Regions from separate parts of the Gossypium hirsutum genome. Here region 2 is linked to region 1. A link is a contact called in public Hi-C data. All regions are on one chromosome and are shown on one strand. The core of a region is the stretch at or near the end of the contact, and the rest is flanking DNA. Distances in the headings are between cores, read along the strand shown. Region 1 holds the start of LOC121221190 (membrane-anchored ubiquitin-fold protein 4). Region 2 holds the start of LOC107892059 (pentatricopeptide repeat-containing protein At2g29760, chloroplastic).

Evidence for each region. A called contact is a pair of places that touch in the nucleus more often than the background predicts.
Region 2: a contact with region 1 is called in a Hi-C map of leaf, with 2.5 times the contacts expected there. The contact joins the promoter of LOC107892059 here to the promoter of LOC121221190 in region 1. A contact is called at or near these places in 4 of 34 Hi-C or Micro-C datasets (callus and leaf).

The regions. Positions count from the first base shown.
Region 1 is chrD09:14,199,536-14,203,687 of Gossypium_hirsutum_v2.1, reverse strand. It overlaps LOC121221190 (membrane-anchored ubiquitin-fold protein 4), which reads left to right and starts at 1,937. Exons shown (of 3, transcript XM_041101826.1): 1 at 1,937-2,784; 2 at 3,939-4,109. The coding sequence starts at 2,655.
Region 2 is chrD09:15,110,931-15,115,082 of Gossypium_hirsutum_v2.1, reverse strand. It overlaps LOC107892059 (pentatricopeptide repeat-containing protein At2g29760, chloroplastic), which reads right to left and starts at 2,023. Exons shown (of 2, transcript XM_016817030.2): 1 at 999-2,023; 2 at 11-996. The coding sequence starts at 1,911. The coding sequence ends at 119. LOC107892690 reads left to right here and starts at 2,488. Exons shown (of 1, transcript XM_016817749.1): 1 at 2,488-3,102. The coding sequence starts at 2,488. The coding sequence ends at 3,102.

The sequences.
Region 1 (4,152 bases), core at 688-3,187:
AACTATATATTTTGGTATTTATTATTTGGGATGTGTTTAATTATTTTGGACTTTGGTTTTGGATATAGACTTTGGATTATTTTTGTTTAGGATGATTTTGCATGACATACGTTTGAAACTAATACTTAAAGGGTTTTCAATAAATAGCAACAAAATGATGGATTTTCACAAAAAGGCCAAACCACTCAAAGATAGTGATTTTGTTAAACTCGATACTCTGTTTTCAAAACTCAAAATGGCATGCTCAAGAAACTGAAGGTTTAAATATATATATTTAATCTATGTTTTACAAAATGATGAACAAATTTTTGTTAGAGAGATTTTCTACTGTGTCATTCTTTTCAAATACGATGTTTTATAATCAAAATCATGATACTCGAACTTTTCTAACAATAGATGATTTTTGACAAACTACTCTTAAAGAAGGGATATAAAGATTGATATTTTGATTCTTTTTCTTCAAGCGAAATAAAAGGACGTTTTAAATACAATGATTTTTAAGAAAATATGAAAAAAAAATTTCTTCACCAATGACTTGACCAATGTGATCCTCAAGATTCGACTATAATGTCTGAACCGGGTTTAGGGGGTTACAATAATAATCCAAGAAACATACCCATAGTAGGTCAGTCAAATATGTTGTTCTCTAACACATACTCATGTATTGATTTTGACATTCTTATGTCAATGATAACAGTTTGTCATCAATCAACTACACATTAGTCTCAATGCATTATTGTTGTCCAAACCTTCAATAATACTTGACAAAATACCTTTTAACAATAATCATATTTCTTAGGAATTTATTACAATTCAGTTTATTTATATACACAGAAAAAAATTGAAATTATAATGACAATACCTTATATTAATAAATAAGGTAAAATAAGTATGTAATTACAATTATCTCATGATTGGTATTTGAGAATACTATAACATCTTTGTCCTTGATCTTAAAATGCACTATGAAATGGATGTTGGGCCATGGATATTGAGGGTTAAGTAGAAAGAATTTGGTTGTTTCAAATTGTTCTTGAGAGAAAAGAGACTAGATTGTTTGATATGATGTATATAGACTCTTGTTAAATATATTAAAAAATTGAGTGACTAAAAGCAAAACAAGTGAAATAAAAGCGTGGTTAGTGGCAAAATCATTGTGAGTGAACTTATTTTTATCGAGTGTGCACCATTCTAGACTTGTTGTAGCACTTGGGGGTTCCCCGACATTCTCCCCTACTCAATCTAATGGTGCGCTTGTTGCTAGGGGAATTCCGCACTTGATCCCTCGATCGACACCTTCTATCTGAGTGACTCCTCAGGCCTTCAGGCCAAGTCTTCTATGCTCAATTTTTCTTGACCGTTACTGCACTTGGAGAAACCATCACTCTCAGTTCTTTTGCCTCCATGATGTTGGCGCTCTCTGCACTCTTTCCATTGCACTTTTATATATGAGGGGTTGGACTTCTTTTCGAATCTACTTGCTTTCACATTCTCTCATGCTGCCCAATTGATCTTTGCCGTATGACACGATACCCATCCTTAACACTTGCGGCTTCACATCGTGCTCATCCTTGGAAGCTCTAATGACGACAAACCTCCGCACTCAAGGCTCTGGATTGCTTCCACTACATTTGACTTTAAACTCTTCCAGTCTTCACGATCACTAATAACTTAGCGTTCGTAAGGTTTTCTGTGACCCATCTCTCTCACGATTGCTTCGAGACTCCCTTTCTCTCGTTTGCTGGTCTAGTTATAATAAAAAGGCAACTCAATTATTATGTTAGTAGGCGGCAGAGTCAAATTTAGTTTTATTAATTAAAAGAAAAAGGCAACGGCGTGTTTAGCAATTACTTCACCGCTCTTTTTTGACTTAGGGACACGCGTTTATGTTCGAAGCTTAAATTATGGTCAAAGGGACCTTCCTAGTCCTTGTCTTTACCATGTTTTTTCAGCTTTATTCTTTTCCATTCACCAACCAAAATACGCCACGCCCTCTCTAATATCCATCCCTCCTAACTCACTATTTACGATACCTCCATGTCTCTCCCTTCTGCATTTGCAAATGGAAACATAAAAATAAACAACTCAAAGATTAAAAAAAAGAAAGAAAGCGTGAAGATCGGGTCTAATCTGGGTTCTCTTGAAAGTTTAACCAATTCTTTGAATCTTTTGTAGTCTCCCTCGTGTATATATAAATCACCCTCAAGAGAAGAGAAAAGAGCTCCGCAATTCATTTCATCTTTTTTCCTTTTTGTAACAACTTTTTTTTTCTAAAGGTATATATATTTAAAGTCTTGTTGTAGTTTTAGTTGTCGGTTTAGGGTTTTTTTCTTTCTAAAATTTCAATCTCTTTTTATCGTTTCATGTGTGTAATTACAACGAAAAATACCCCAAGGGTTAGGGTGGAGTGAGGTGTGATTTTGGAATCTGTTACTTTTTCTTTCATTTTCTAGGGAAACCCAAACAGTGTGCTGTTTTACTTCAATTTTTCTTGCTTTTTTCTAGGCACTTTAAACAGGGTTTTATCTGTTTGGTTTTAGGTGTAGGAAGTGAGAATAAAAATAAATTGTATGTAGTGGTGAATTTGAGAGGGTTTTTTTTTTTGGAAAAGAAGGCAAGGGTTTTGATTTTGGTGGATAATTTTGGAAATTGAAATGCCGGAGGAGGAGGTGGTAGAGATTAAGTTTCGGTTGTACGATGGATCAGATATGGGTCCATTTCGATACTCGCCTGCTTCAACCATTGCTATGCTCAAGGAAAGAATTGTTGCTGAATGGCCTAAAGGTTTGTTCTTCCATTTTCTCTTTCAAAAGTTATGTGTCTGTTTACCCCAAAGCGTAATTTCTATTTCATATGACTCAAGGGTGTTTTGTTTTTAATGTTGGGTCCTTGGGATGCGTTCATTGGTTTCTTTGTTCCCCTTACATTTGTGTTTTTTAGTTAGGGTTTCCTTGATTGATGCTTCAAGATAATGTGGTGGCGTTTCGAAGTTATTTTCAACATATGGCATTTATTATAGTTTGCTTGTTTAAAAGGGTTCTTATATGGAATTTATTATAGTTTGCAATTTTCAGAAATAGTGGGTTGTCCTCTCTGTTAAACTCAATCCAACACTTGTTTGCAGCAAATACAAACTTCTCTGTTAAATAGGCATAGATTGATGGCAAGCTTTAACTTATAATTGGTAATTAGTTTATACAAATCTCATAGCTTACTAGTCTTGAAATAGATTGCCACCAATATGGTTTTCTCATAGGAAAGATCTCTAGATGTTAACAGCTGCACCTGTTTATGGATGCTATAAGTCAACTTTTGTTAGATATGGAACATGTACTGTTAATTATCGGATGGATGTCTAATGTATATTCATTTTCATGTGTGGATGAAAACTCTTTCGGATAAGGTTTGGCATAAAATATCTGTTCTATCCTTCTTGTACGAAGGATTCCTTGTTTATTCATCCTGGTTTTCAGCATTCAAATTGCTTGGGTTGCTATTACTTAATTGTTGCTATTTCATTTGACAACCTGCTCGCATTGCTGACTATTTATGTTTTGTTTGTCTCCTTATTTGATCTTATCGTTCTTTGTAGTTGTGTTAGATGATATATCTATGCTATCAAGTAGTCATACTCTTGGCAATACTTTGCATGTCTTTATATTTGCCACCGCCGTCAAAGACATTTGCCGAAAATCCTATTTGGTCAATAATTTAGGATGAATCCGACTATGGATTACTGGAAAGAATTTGTGGAAAAGGGGTTGGACTATTTCCTTTAAAGTTTTGTTGTACTCTCTTTAATTTTTTGACTTCATTAGTGTCGAAAAGTATAAATTAGTTAGCATTATCAGTATACCTATTATCGAGATGTCTAAACTTTGAGATGTTGTGTTTGTGCTTTATAATGTTGGATCTAATATTGTTTTCTAATATCTTAGATAAAAAAATTGCGCCTAAGGGAGCAAATGACATCAAACTGATAAATGCTGGGAAAATTTTGGAGAACAACAAGATTGTTGGCCAGTGTAGAGTACATTTTGGTGATCTTCCTGAAGCAGTCATCACCATGCATGTTGTCGTGCAGCCGTCTGTAACAAAAGTTAAAACAGGTATTACGATTTGTCCGCATGCAAGTGATTTTATTTGAGACTC
Region 2 (4,152 bases), core at 774-3,273, 910 kb before region 1:
TTCTGTGACCTTAGGGTATGGTGTATATCCTTAATTAATAGGCCAAATGCTGGGTTAAAAAAAGTTGTTAATTTTTGTGTATTCTATAAAAGATTAAATTAGTAAATAACAATTCAAGTCATCTATCTACTTCAATGGAGCTCCAACCAGAAGGCTTCTGCACATTGTTCCCGTCCATCAACTCTCTCATTTTCGTAGCAGCATCCCATCTATCTGAGATTGCATAAGTGTTTGACAAGAGAACATAATTTCCACTGTTAGAAGGATCCCGTTCAATAAGGTTGTTTGTGGCAATCTCAGCTAAGACTACATTTCCATGAAGCTTACATGCACCCAACAATATCCTCCACAGTACCACATCTGGATGTACAGGCATTTTCTTAATGAACTCGTAGGCCCTTTCTAGATACCCAGAACGACTTAAAAGATCCACAACACAGCCATAATGCTTCATTTCAGGGGTTAGTCCATGAACTTTTTCCATACTTTCAAAAAATTCCAACCCTTTATCTACCCATCCAGCATGAGTGCATGCAAGCAAAATCCCAACAAAGCACCCGTGAGTTGGGCCAACACCATCTTTCAACATCTGTGAGAAATATTCAAGTGCAGAATCAGCAAAACCATTAACAGCAAGTCCTGAGATAACTGAAGTCCATGAAACAGAATCCTTCTCTTTCATATCGTGGAATACTTCCAAAGCCCTCTTAACCACACCACACTTGAAATACATATCAATCAAGGAGTTTCCAACATAAACATCGGCTCGTATACCATGCTTGCAGATATAGTCATGAACTGCCTGTCCAACATCAAGAACACCCAAGTTGGCACAAGTAGAAAGAACAGTAGCCACTGTAATCTCATCAGGTGTAACCTTAGCAGCCATCATATCTTGGAAAAGCTTCAATGCATCTTTAAATTGGTTAACTTGAGAGTAACCTGTAATCATGGAAGTCCAAGAAATCACATCCCTTTGCTTCATGTTGTCAAAACCTTCCTTGCTTCAACAACTTGCCCTGCTTTTATGTACCCCTTGATCAATGCATTCCAAGACACTAAATTTCTCTCAGGCATTCTATCAAAAACTTCCCGTGCTAAATTAACTAAACCACGTTTTCCATACATATCTATCAAAGTGTTACCCAAATAAACATCAACATGAATGCAATTTTCCTCAATATATTTGACCATAGAATCTGCCAAACCCATGTTATCCGTATAACAACAAGCTAAAATAACTTTCACCATTGTCACAGCATCAGCTTTCACATTATCTTCTTGCATTGCGTTAAACAAACCCAACAATTCCTTGAACTTTTTGCATTGACTGTACCCACAAATCAAAGAATTCCAAGAAACTAAATCTCTTTTGCCCATTGTATCAAACACTTTCCTCGCAAAATCCAAATCACCACAGCTAGAGTACATATGAATCAACGCATTTGCAACGAATAAATAGGAATCAAACCCTAGTTTCACAGCATGAACATGAAACTTTTGACCGGTTTTAATATCTAAAACTCGAGCACAGGCCTTGAAAACAAAAATAAAAGTCATATTATCACCAGAAAAACCGTGGAAACAGTACATTTTGTAATAGATTTTAATAGCTTCAATGGGTTGGGTACTCTGGGAAAAACCACGGATCATGAGATTAAAGTTTAACAAAGTGGGTAGTTTAATTTGATTGAAAACGAGATAGGCTTTGTGCAAATGAAAGGGAGCAAGACAGTAAGCTCTGATAACGGAAGATATTGAAGAGGAATCATCGTGGCGGTGGGTCTTGATTAAATACGCGTGAAGCTCTTTAGCGACGGTGATAGACAGGGGATTCTTGGTTACTCGATCTGGTTTTAAACGGGATGAGAAGCTGGTGAAACGTCGCGAAATGGGCCTTGCAAGTTTCATGAACAGCGGAGGTTCAAGTAGCAGAATATTTGGAGTCAATTTCTTGTATTAGGCTCACGATGTATGAACTTGTTTCTTAAATCTTACCACCATTTTTAGGCTTAATGTATGATTTGGCACCCGAAGTATACTTGTTTTCTCATTTTAGTATTAAAATTTTTATGCTTAATTCATTATTTTATAGATTAATTATTTTATTATTTAATAATATATTATTTTTAAAATAAATATTTTTTAGGGTAATTTTTAGCTTGGGATATTGGCGATGGTGGACAATAATGGTGGCAGGCCTAATACCGGCATTAGGAGAGTAACTAAGAAAGTGAAAAGGCGACCGGAGTCATCACAAGAAGCGGATGATCCAACAGTTGATGGAGATGGTCAGCAAATCCAAAACCAGGATACAACTAGAATCACATATAAGGCAACGCTAATGGGGGATGTCCATGAGGCAGTACAACATACTAGAATGGAAGAAGGTTTTGAACTGCAAGATGGGGACGTGGTTATGAAATGGTGGACGGAGTTCCATTGGTAACGTTTTCGAATCGTGTTCACAAATTTATTGAGCGTAAAATGTCAAGAACTGTGATCGTCAAGCTTTTAGGGTCCAAAATTGGGTTTAATGCACTTAGCAAAAAGATTACGCTTCTGTGGAAACCCAAAGGCTCATTCCAACTCATGGATTTGGATAATGAGTTTTACTTGGTTCAGTTTGATGATACAGATGACTATAAAAATGTGTTAACAGGAGGCCCTTGGGTTGTTTATGGTAATTATCTGACGGTTCGTCCATGGTCTCTGGATTTTTCATCCACGAATGCTGATATGAGTATTCAAGTTGTTTGGATTAGATTACCAGGTTTACTTGAAGGGTTCTACTCAAAGGTCTTGCTCAGAGCTATTGGGCAGATTATTGGACCAGTTATCAAACTCAATATTAATACGAATCTTGAAAGGAAGGGTCAGTTTACTAGATTAGCGGTCTGTGTTGATCTGCAGAAACTGTTAATTTCAAAAGTGAGAATCAATGATCAATTACAGCGGGTTGAGTATGAATCATTACGGAACGTCTGTTTTCAGTGTGGTTTATACAGCCATAGCTCTGAAGGTTGCATTGGCACGAAAGGACCGCAACCGGGCAAGGAAAATGAATCGTTAGGAATAGTTGGGGTTTCATCGGGTATCTAGAAGCGAGTGGAGGAAGAGGCCTTTGGCCCTTAGATGTTGGTTGAGAGGCATCGTGGGGGAAAGGCCCGGAGCAACGGTGAACCTAGAAACAGTGGCCGAAGAGCCAATCAAGGAGGATCTAGATTTTCAATTCTGGAAAAGGAAGATGGATTGAATCAAGACGTATTTAGTGGGCAGGTTGAAGATATGTAGGAGATCGAATGGCAAAAATGATGACTAAGGGAGCAAATGGGGTTAGGAAGATGGGGCCGAATAGGAAAGGTAAAGGAGTTCTTATTGGACATAGGCCTAAAGTTGGGCCAAAAATTTTGAAACCCATTAATTCTAATGGGGAAACATCAGGGCTTAACCAGAAAAAATTTGATGATGGCTCCTCTATGGCCCATGATAAGGTGGACAAGGTGATTGATGTGGGGGGTTTCAATCCCGTTCAGATTTCGAACCATCTAAATGCTATAAATCACCAGGCCATTCAGGTTGGTGGTATAGAACAATCTGTGGTATCGACAGGCAAAGAATTAATGGGTATGATGATAGGTAAGGAAAAACGATTGTTCTGTTTTGGAATTGGTTTCGTTGGAGAGGTTGCACCGAAGTAGAATTCCTCAATCTTTGTGGAAGGAAATTAATAGTGGAAGAAACCACCAGATAGTTCATTTGTTGATCTAGAAATAGAAATAGTAGACGTAGAGGTAGAGGTAGCCATGGAAGAAATTGTTGGTGGATTAGATAGAGATCCTGCTAGCATCAGTTTGCAAGTCGATACAACCATGGTAACTGAGCAGTTTGGAGGTATGGATTCAATTAGTGCCGAAACTAGCTGTTGATTCTATCTTGTTGAGGAATTTTATCACTTTTTATATTTATGGATACAAAACTTATTTTTTGGAACTGTCAAGGTGCCCAGCTTTGATAATTTCGTTTCTGAGTATATGAAAGAAGTACATCTAGATGTCATATGTCTTTTCGAAACCCGGACTAGTGGTGATTGAGCTGATAAAATTGTTTCACGAATTGGTATGAATAGATCATTTCGGATTGAAGCAAATG